2 separate regions of the Sus scrofa genome follow, and region 2 is linked to region 1. The links are chromatin contacts, called in public Hi-C maps. All regions are on one chromosome and are shown on one strand. The core of a region is the stretch at or near the end of the contact, and the rest is flanking DNA. Distances in the headings are between cores, read along the strand shown.

Region 1 (5,591 bases), core at 929-3,428:
CCAAATATTTCTTTTTCTTTTTTTTTTTTTTTTTTTTTTGTCTTTCTGTCTTTTTAGGGCTGCACTCATGGCATATGATGGTTCAGGCAAGGGGTTGAATCAGAGCTGTAGCCACCAGCCTACACCAGGGCCACAGCAACGCATCTGCGACCTACACTACAGTTCATGGCAATGCTGGATCCTTAACCCACTGAGCGAGGCTAGGAATTGAACCTGTGTCCTCATGGATGCCAGTCAGGTTCGTCAACGGCTAAGCCATAACGGGAACTCCTCTGAAATATTCCATTTTAAAGTCAAAGTAATGAAACACAGATAGGGGAGGGGTCTCACCCAAGGTCACAGTTACAGTAAAACTCAGACTACAGCTCAAGGATCCTAGCCTTCTGTGCGGTGCAATTTCTGCCACACTGGGTCTGGAGTGTAAGCTCAGTGACAAATGGGACCTCAAACAGCACCTGGCATACAGAGAGTGTTGGCTGGTAACTCGATAAGGGACAAAGTGCTTACGTTTTAACTTCCTAGCAGCACAGAAAAGCTTCTTTTGGAACTTGGTGTGATTGAGTTTTCCCATCTGTTCTAAATCCGCAGGCTACCTGGCCTATAGGCTGCTCAGCACCATCCCCAGCTCATGCTTGTCTGAGCATCTGAGAGTAGCCAAGCCCACGGTGATAGTAAGGTGAGGAGACCAGAGGCCATACACTCAGGCCAAGCCTGCTTGAGTCCTGCTCTGACTTGGCTTGGATTCTTGCTGGGTTCTTACTCTAGCATGATTCAGCAATTGAAGCTGTGTTGTGACTACCTGAGGTGGAAGTCCATGCCTTGCTTTCTTCCTCATTATCTCTTAGTCAGACTAATCTAGGCTTTAATGCAGTAACAAACAAGTCCCCAATCTCAGTGGCTTAATATATAAAGGTTCATTTCTCACCCAGAGTCTGGCAGCTCTCTAGGACAGATCACCCACCCCCCTTTATTAATTAAAGTAGAGCTTCTTAGGACATTTTCCTGTTAAATGTCTCCCTTTCCCTTTCTCTCTCTCTTTTCTTTTTGTCTCTTTAGGGCTGCGCCTGTGGCATATGGGGTTGAAACGGAGCTGCAGGTGCCGGCCATAGCCACAGGCAGCAATGTGGGATCCCAGCAACATCTTCCAACTACACCATAGCTCACGGCAATGCCAGATCCTTAACCCACTGAGCAAGGCCAGGGATGGAACCCTAGTCCTTGCGGATACTAGTCGGGCTTGATACTGCTGAGCCACAGCGGGAACCTCAGGACAGTTCCCTTTTACACAGTGACTTAAAGATCTCAGTTTCTTGCATCTTGCTTTGGCACCATGTGAAAAACATGGCTTCCAGATCAGCTGACAGAGGAAAAGTGAGCCGGAGGGCTGTGCACTCTTAAATGCTCTAGCTTATGGAGTTCCTGTCGTGGCGCAGTGGTTAACGAATCCGACTAGGAACCATGAGGTTGTGGGTTCGGTCCCTGCCCTTGCTCAGTGGGTTAATGATCCGGCGTTGCCGTGAGCTGTGCTGTAGGCTGCAGACGCGGCTTGGATCCCGAGTTGCTGTGGCTCTGGTGTAGGCCGGTGGCTACAGCTCCGATTCAACCCCTAGCCTGGGAACCTCCATATGCCGCAGGAGCGGCCCAAAGAAATAGCAAAAAGACAAAAAAAAAAAAAAAAAAAAAAATTAAAATAAATAAATAAATAAATAAATGCTCTAGCTTAGAAAAGAAACACATCACTTCTGCTCAGTGCCTATTGGCCAGAACTAGTTACTGTTACCTGGACTTCTCCAACTGCAAGGGCCTTGGAAATTTAGAAAAGCACATAGGCTTTGGTAAGTAATAAAAACCTCTGTCAGGATGGAATCAGGCAAGTAAGAGATCAGAAGATTTTCATCTTTTTTTTTTTCCCTAAAAAAAATCTTGCAATAAGCTGACTTTGCACAGTGGAATGTTCCTTGTGGCTTAACAAGACATAAACAGCGCTATTGGTGGGTCTAGGAAATATATGCAGTGAGGCTTTAGGCTCTTGAGAACTTTGCCAGACCCAGTGGCTGCTCTGAGCTTAGGGCACACGAGTAGTCTCACTGAGTAATAAAAGGTGGGGTGGACGTGATTGGGCTGACCCCCAGTTGGCTGACTATTCAGTTCAGACAGAGCTAAAGAAAAACAGTTGCTCAGCGGCCTTTCAACTCTGCTCCTTTCCTGTTATTTCTTCAGCCATTTATAGCCTAGTGTCTGGATAGAGCTGGGCCAAAGTTTGGCAGGATTTGAGGCAGATAAATCATTTGCAGACCAGCAAGGGCCTCACAGCTTTACTTGGAAAGGGAAAATTGGGAGCTTGTACTGGGCTGGTATACCAACCTGTCCTTTTACTGGCCAAGAGCGCTTTCATTTTCACCCCCACGGAGGCCAAGCACAATTGACTTAATGTTTTCTGCTCTTGTGTAGGATCACCTACTAAAAGAGGGCTTTATTTCTTACTTTTAAGTAAAGTCAGAGACTTTAAGTTACACCTGAGAAAAAAGAGGGACAAAAATTAACTGTACATCATTCCCTCTTTCTCCTCCAATTTTTCTCAGCCCCACATCTAATCAGTTATCAGATGATCTTAACTATGCCTTCTGATGATCTCTACAATATATTTTATACCCCAAACCTGATTGCCTTTGCCTTAGGTTAAGGCTCTTCTCTATCCCATCCAGAATATTTTAGTAGCATCCTAACTGGTCTTGCTACCCTCAGTCTTAATTTAACTGGTTTGGTTTTTATCCTTCTGACAGAGTAATATGTCAAACCCAAATATAACCCTATCACAAACACACGTAACATTTTTTTTTCCAATGGCTTTTGATTATCTGTGGAATAAATTTCCATTCCTCCTATTTTAGTGCATACAGCTTGTCATGATGTGGCTGCTGGTTTTCCTCTACGGTCTCTCATCTCCATACTCCTAGCACGGGGGGGATAACTGGTGGGTACCAGATTGTCTTATGCCCATTCGTGCCTCTGCTTCTTCCCATATGTTGCTACCCAGAATGCTGCTGTCTTATTTCTTCATCTTGCAAACTCTTTAATCGTTCAGGATTCAGCCCACACATCATTTTCCCTAGGGAAAATTTCTAGATCCCCTCAGTTAGGCTAGCCAGCCTACATTTGGATTCTGGCAGCATTTATTGCACTCCATTATAATATATAATGTACTCAGAATCCACGTAGATTCTGAATAGCCATCTTGAAGGCAGAAACCGTATCTTACTTAACTTTGTCTCTGTTATGTGTGACTCTGTTTTTGAACACCCCATTCTGTTCTGTTGATCTTTATGTCTACATTTATGCCAACATCACACTGTCTTCAAAATTGTAGCTTTATAATAAGTCTTGAAATAAAATAGGGTAAGAATCACAACTTAGTTCTTATTTTCAAGTTGATATGGACACGTATAACCTTCATATTATTCCATACACTGAGAATCAGCTTGTCAACTTTAACAAACAAAACATCCTTGATATATATATATATTTTTTTTTCTTCTTTTTTTTTAGGGCTGTACCCATGGCTATAGAAGTCCCAGGCTAGGGGTTGAATCAGAGCTGCAGTTGCTGGCCACAGCAATGCCATATTCAAGCTGTGTCTGTGATCTACACCATAGCTCACGGCAACTCTGGGTCCTTAACCCACTGAGTGGGGCCAGGGATGGAACTTGCATCCTCATAGATACTAGCTGGGTTTGTTACTGCTGAGCCACAATGAGAACTCTACCTCCTTCATATTTTGATTGGGATTGTATCAACCTCAAGATAGATCAGGTAGGGGAGAATTAACATCTTAAGAATATTGAGTCTTCTGACCCAGAAATGTGTTATATCTCTCCAGTTATTTAGGCCATTTTTCATTCCTTCAGTAATATTTTGTAGTCAACAGTGTACCGGTCTTACACTTCTTTTGTCACTTAAAGAAAACTGACATGCAGAAACTCAAATTTAGGAAATATAAATTGGGAAGGGATTCTTTGCTCTTTGGATGGACTCAACAGAAGGCTTCTTAAATATCCCCAAATCTGCATTGGAAAAAAAATACACCACAGGGTAGGTACTCAAAAACACTGCTGATAACTCAATATCTGCTGTGATATAAAGAATTTGTATTCATAAGCAAATTCAAAGACTAGGGGGAGTAAATGATTCCTGTACTCTTTCACCTTACTCTTCAGTGGTGTTTGTTTGGGTTACTTGCAGGTTAAAAAAAAAACTTTCATTTTTTTAAACCCAGGATTCTGCATCAGGCAGACTCAGCATCTGGGAGAGCAAGGATGGATTTGGTCTCAGTGACTGGGGCCTGGGCTTTCCTGGGCCCATGAGTTCCCATCAGCCTGATGGCTCTTAGGAAAGACTCCCCCCACCCCCCACGCACATGCACATGCACACGCACTTGCACACGCACATACACAGCCAGATTGTATGCATGTGGGATGAGGGCTGGCTCCATGAGTCAGGCATAATTCACAGGTAACTATAGAAATCAAAGAGTCTTAAGGCTAGACTGAAAAAATGCATTTGGGGACGATCCTAGCCAAGGTTACGCCAAGACCTATCAGATGATGGGAAGTTCATTGTCATGCTCACATTCATCTGCATCTATTCAGAATTGAACCTTCCTAAAGTTCCTTACAGAGTTCCCGTCGTGGCGCAGCAGAAACAAATCCAACTAGGAACCATGAGATGGTGGGTTTGATCCCATACATGTTGTTCTGTGTATAACTAGTTTGCTCATTTTTACTGCTGAGTAGTATTTCATTGTGTGGATGGACCATACTTAATCAATTCCTTAGTTGAAATACACTAGTGGATTATATATGAACCCAGTCAGATTTTGGTGATTACAAGAAAGACACCATAAACACTCACATGCATGTTTTTGCATGAACTCAGGTCTTCATTTCACTTGAGTAAACACCTAGGAGCGGACTGCTGTGTCGTACAGTAAATGAATATTTCACACTATAGAAAACCTGCCCAGTCAGCACCCAGGTCTTAATTTCTAATACGATTTGTCTGTGAAAGGAACCAAGACTCTTGAAAAATGGCTTATTCTAGGACTGGAAAAGGAAATGTATAATATTATACATGACCTTGAAGCATCTTGTAGAACATCCCCCCCAAAAAACCCCACCAAAAATGTCACATTAATGTGAGTACATGTAAGGAGCACAGGAACAGCTGAAAGTCCTCTCAATGGCCAAAGCTGGAAAAATTTGAGCAAAGAAGTAAATAAAGTTGTATTGGATTATTACCCAAAGTATAAAAGAAATATTCATATACATATGAGTAATGATTGAATAAATTAATAAATGAAGGAAAACAGACAAATCTCCAAAGCAGAAGGATTTCAAATAAACTATGTAGATTTTTCACGTTAAAGGAGAGGAACATAATTCCCACTCCTTAAATGTGGGCTACACGTAGTGATTTCCTTCAAGGTGTACAGTATGGAAAAGGGAGAAGAGGGCAAAAAGAATGACTTTAAACTTGAAAAACAACACAATGCTCTCTCAGACAAATGATCGAGGTCAATGGCAACAGTCAAAAAT
Region 2 (5,591 bases), core at 2,080-4,579, 82 kb before region 1:
TAAAAATAATATAATAGGATATTCAAAGTAAGCATGTAAATGATTTCATGAAAGAAGAGTGACCATTGCAGCAATAATCTGGAAAAAAAACCACTCTAACTAGTTAACTGCATTTAGTCTTGAGCTGCCTGGCATCCAAGCAAGGAGATTAATGTGATGGTTTATATGTTTCTTTTTACCTGATAGAGGGTAACAGAGAAATACAGGATGTCATGTTGGTTTGAGTTGCTGCTGAGGTTCCATCCCTAGCCTGGCACAGTGGGTTAAGGATCTGGCATTGCTGCAGCTCTGGCATAGGCTGTATCCATGGCTCAGATTTGGTCCCTGGCCTGGGAACTTCCATGTACCATGGGAATGGCCTGAAAAAAAAAGCAAATTATTATCATTTTATTAGATTCCACATATTAGTGATTTCATATGATATTTATCTTTGTCTGACTTACTTCACTTAGTATGATAATATCTAGATCCACTGATGTTGTGGCAAATGGCATTATTTCATGCTTTTTAATGGCTGAGTAATATTCCATTGTACATATGTGCCACATCTTCTTTATCCACTCCTCTGTTGATGGACATTTAGGTTGCTCCCATGTCTTGGCTATTGTAAATAGTGCTGCAATGAACACTGGGGTTGCATGAATCTTTTTGAATCATGGTTTATGGCTGTAATTAATACAACTTTGTAAGTTGACTATATTCCAATAAAAATTAAAAAAAAGCAAATTAGTACTTTTCTTACCTCCAGAGGTGATACCCAGCTATCTTCTGTCCTTTGGACTTTAGTGAGACTGAAAGATCAAGGGCAGGTTTGGGGGGAGAGGGAAGGGACTGCATGGGCATGTGGGTAAATGGGTGAGAGAGGTTTTCTGAAACCTTGGAGGAATGAACCCTACTGGCAACTGGTGATCAACCCCTTACAGCTAACACACGACTTGTCTAGGTGCTTTCCTATGGACTGGGTAGTGAAGAGAAGATGGGGTTTCATATCACACAGCATAAAAACATTCTGATGGGGTGAGAGGTGAGCGTGTGGGAGGAAGGAGGCAGTCAGACAGTTAAGAGCGTGTGCTGTGGTGATGGAGACTGACATCAGAGGAAGGGGCTCTAGACCCAGGGACAAGGGTGCATGCGTGTGTGTGTGTGTGTGTGTGTGTGTGTGTGTGTATAGGAGTGCATTTGCCTGGCCTTGCTCAACCTTCATAAATTTTCAGGTAACAGACATGTTGTTTATGGTCTATGCAATGCTTTCCTGTTTATCATTTCATTTGCTTCTCATGATCACCCTTTGAGAGAGAAACTTTTCTTCTTAATGAAGAAACCAGGGCTGAAAAGCTAAGTGTCTCAATCTCAAGGCTTCTACAGGACACAGCAGGATGAGAACCCAGTCTGTCTGACTTCGAATTCTGTGCCCCTTCCCCACCCCTCCCCCAAGTATGCCTAGAGTGGAACCTGTCCTTTCTGTCCCCACCTTTTATAGATGCCAAGTTGGGGCCCTTCCTGAGCTAACCCCCCCCATATGCCTTTTCTCCCAGTTCACATGTGCCATCCAGAACCCATAAGAAGGACCTCATTCCAGACTCTTCTGCACTGCAGATGGCTCCTGCAGTGCTTAGAGATTCCCGACATAGTTCATTGTCGAGTAAACAATGCTGGACTTTTTGGATAAACTTGGTGATTTGAAAATGATTAAAGGGCTAACTGCTGGGAGAGATCTGAAGGCATTCTACCCAGATGCTGATGCATGTAAACATATTTTTAGACTAATGTTAGGTTTTATGCTAAAAATGAAGAATAATCTATGAACATTTACCTTTTTTCAGCCATCTGCTAACAGCAGTGTAGACAAATGTGTTGGATCCTCTTCCACAAGAGAGGGGGCAGGTTTGGGGAAGCCAAAGAACCAGTAGATCAGAGAACAAAACATCTGCTCTCCAGTCACCTGCATCCCACCTCACCTTCCATAGGACAAAGAAAATGCTGTAGGCTGAGGTGAGGAAAGGTGGGCTTTCATTCCTCCTCTGCCATTCCTGTTCACTATTCTCATCTCCTCTAGCCAAGCCTGTGTAGTGCAGGTTTCACCTCCTTCTGGAAGCCTACAGATACAGTGGGAACGCTGTGGGTTTTGATCAAACAAAAACGATAAGAGAACGCAAAGGTACTCTGGGGTACTTTGATGAGGTCAGAGAAAGTGCCTTTCACTTTCCACACACCCCTCTGCCCCCATCGCCTCCTGTGTGCCTGGCTCAGGGCCTGGAACTCAACTTGGTGTGGACCAGCTAGGCGCAGGTCTGGGGCCGGTGATCAGCGGGTGCCGGGTTGCGGGCAGCTGGCGGATTGCGTGATGTGGGGCGGGAACCCAAGGAACACTGAGCGCCTACATCTTAGAGCAGCTGGCTCTGAGGAATTATTGCAAGTCTGCACAACTTAAAAATCTGCAGTTTGGGGGCGGGAGGGGGAGCGCGGGGGTGGGTCCCCGAGCGTCCCATTTCTCCTCGGGGCGGTTCACTGAGCGTTCTCCCTCACTGCAGAGGGGCGGGCGATGCCTTCTGGACCACACGCCTCTTTCGCTGAGGTCCTGGTTTGCCGTCCGACCGTGGCCGCAGGCGTCTTCCTCTGGTAGAAGGGGACTCCGCTTGTCCTCCTTTCCGCTCGGTGCATGGTTCACCCCTTAGGACTTGGTGAGTTGAGGAACGGAGCGTGCAAATCAATCTGGTTCTGTAGGCTGCGTGAGTCTTCAGGCAGCGGGGCTGGAGGTAAACAGGCAGGACCAGGGGATGTTTCCTCCTTTGCACTTTGTTTTAAAACAAGTTGGGGGCCTCGATACTTCCTAAGAAAATCCCGGCAAATTCTTAGTGTTGCTTGGGCCGAGAGGCGGTTGCGGGAGCCGCCGGGGCAGCAGAGGGGGTCGTCCGTGTCCCACAGGGTCAAGGTGGCCCCAGCCCGGCAGGGCGCGCAGGTAGGAGGCGTGGGGCGCGCTCCGGCTCCCACCCGGACCCGGCGTGCAGCTCCAGGAGTGACTGTGCACTTGGGTCTAGGCGGGGGCGCGCGCCTGGCGGGGACGCCTCTCTGTTCGTCCAGGGTCCGCCTGTCGCGCGGCCTGAGCCCGGCAGCCAGCGACCGCCGGCGGCGGAGCGCCGCGCCCTCAGCCCGGGGACCTAGGACTGCGAGCCCGAAGCCAGGCGGCAGGCGAGGCTGGGACCAATAGGGCGGCGGCCCAGCGGCCGGCCCCGCCCCGCCCCGCCCCGCCCCGCCCCGCCCGCCGCGGCTCCGGGGCGCCAAGCTCCTGCCGGGCGGGACGGACCGATTGACCGACGCGGGGCACTCGGCTCTCCTTGCCGCCGCCGCTGCGGCGGGCGCGGGACCGCGCGGAGACGCCAGATCCCTGCGGCGCGGGCCGGCGGCGTCCCAGAGCCGAGGCAGCCAGAGGTCCTCGGACTCCTGCAGGTACCTACTTGTGTCCCCACCTCTCCGTGCGCTCCGCAGACTTCTCCATACGACCCGGTAACTTTCCCTACCTTTTGCTGCCCTGCCCTGTCGTGGCCTTGGTTACGGGTTCACGACCCGGCAGATCTACATCCGCAGGGGACTTTGCATCCTGCTGGGCGCCTGTCTCCAACGCTCTCCATCCTCCGGTCCCTAGAGCCGGTCGTCGCTGGAACCCTAAGGATCTGCCTGTTGCGCGAGTTGCCGGCAGCCGAGGGAGTGTCTGGGTCCTTCGGAAAGCCGCAGGGACGCTGTTTAGAGTCCGCTTTTGGGTGCGGGGTGGAGGACAGATGGAGGCGGGAGAATCGAGGAGCCGGGGGAAGGCGGCACTCCGCGGAGGGGCATCCCTGGGGCGTTTCCTTAGCCGGGAAGCCGTTCCTTCTCTTCCTCGAGAGGAGGCGCTTTCCTGACAAATGTAAGTGCTTCCCAGGCCGCCCGCTCCGCCTTCTTCCTTGTCATCCTCCCCTCCCCTTTGCCCTGCAGAGGTGCAAAGCGCCCCGCGACAGTTGCGGGGAAGAGCGCATCCAGGACCGGTGCTCTGGTGCCGCGCTGCGCCTAGGGACTGCCGGTGCGCCCCGGGTGGAAGTGGCTTGGAGCTTGCAGGGCCCTTGTTGAGTCGTACGCAGACCGTGCGTTTGGATCAGTGGTACTGATGGGAGTGGGTGCCCTGGGGTCGGGAACTTCCGTTTCCCGCACCCCTCTGGGTGGCTGCCCGACTTCTTGAGGTGAATTGGCTGGCGAGCGAGCCAGACCTGCCGGCAGGGGCCGCGGCGGGCCGGGCTGCGAGCCTTTCGCATTGCAGAGATCATTCTGATGCCCCCCCATCCCGCGCCCCCCCCGCCGCCCCTGCGCGCTCTTCCCCTGCTCTGCCTCTTGTGTCTTTGGGAAAGGAGCACCTTTTGCGCCCTTGATGTCTCCAGCGTCTGTACTGGGACACAGAACAGAGAGCCTAACTCAGACAGCCCAGGACCCGGGTGGAGGGCTGCAAAGGACCACCTCCTCCTGCCAGAAGGACCCAGGGGCCCTGGTTTGATGCTGCGGCGTGGTTGGGGGGCGGGGTGGTGTTTCTCTTCGTCCTCCGGGTAGAGTAGCTGCTAGGTTTTGATCTTTCATTTCATCTCCGAGTGCAGGGCAGGTGAGGAAAACAAGATCAGGAACCTTCCCGTCCCTTTTCATGTATTTGCTTAAGTGATTTGCGTAAGCATTCACTTAGAACTGTATAAGTTACACCTAGTTGCTCCCCTTTGTGGACTACTTGCAAATACTTGCCCAGGTAAACAGGAAGTAAGCATTTTCCTGAGCACCTGCCTCTCTTGCTAAAGGCAGATGCCTTAGCGCTCTTCTCCCCAGTACTCTCAGCATTTCAGGCTGAGAGAGGGTGGCATTGATTCTGTGGATGAACTTGGTGTTCAGGGTAGTTCTCACTCTTTACTGGGTTGTAAGCTGCTTGAGGACAGGGATTCATCCAGTATGTGTCTACAACCCGCCCATGGTGCCTGGGGCCAGGCCTTGGTCACAGCACAGGATGAAGTTTCAGTTGATCTTTTTTTTTTTTTTTTTGTCTCACCGAATTCCACCCTTCTCGGGTTCTAGTATTGTTAGTCATTTCAGAACTAGGAATTGTCAGTACTGGGGTAGGGAGAGATGATACTGAATACTCAAGAACGCTGAATCCAGAGCATGTGAGTATTCTAAGGAGACTTGCGGAATCAGTCTTGTCTCTGAGCCATTATTACCTGGAAAATCAGCCTGAATAGAGAAAGCCATTAATGAATGCAGCAAAGCTAAGATTTTGCTGGTCAAGTGTATGAGAGCAAATTGGGAAGTTGGAAGCAATCTTTGTTCTGTTCAGAAATATTAAAATATTAAAAATCCAATGCTCTGACACTTAAGTTGGCCGGCAAAGCACCAGCTAAGGTTTTTCTTCGTCCATATTATTATTATTATTTAAGAAAGTAGGGGAAGGGTGGGCACTCCAGTCCCCTCCTCCTTATTCAGTGAATTTTGCCTTTCACTGTTATCCTTCACAGACTCTGCATCTTTCTATTGTACCAGAGAGCTCCATCTGCCCTGTGTCTGGCATTTGGGGCTGTCAGCTCTGAGAG

What was found. A called contact is a pair of places that touch in the nucleus more often than the background predicts.
Region 2: a contact with region 1 is called in a Hi-C map of skeletal muscle, with 2.1 times the contacts expected there. The contact joins the promoter of KCNS3 here to the enhancer-like site in region 1. A contact is called at or near these places in 1 of 5 promoter capture datasets (liver), 3 of 47 Hi-C or Micro-C datasets (epiblast stem cells and skeletal muscle) and 1 of 2 datasets of contacts at active chromatin or transcription factors (skeletal muscle).

Annotation. Positions count from the first base shown.
Region 1 is chr3:119,902,913-119,908,503 of Sscrofa11.1, reverse strand. No RefSeq gene overlaps it. Among named protein-coding and RNA genes, the nearest start is that of KCNS3, 83 kb to the left of the region's middle. Within about 2 kb of position 2,178, at least 15 of the 83 cell types and tissues checked have an H3K27ac peak or open chromatin away from gene starts, as enhancers often do. A contact at or near this core is called in liver and skeletal muscle, where this site is marked.
Region 2 is chr3:119,986,290-119,991,880 of Sscrofa11.1, reverse strand. It overlaps KCNS3 (potassium voltage-gated channel modifier subfamily S member 3), which reads left to right and starts at 3,329. Exons shown (of 4, transcript NM_001044596.1): 1 at 3,329-3,447.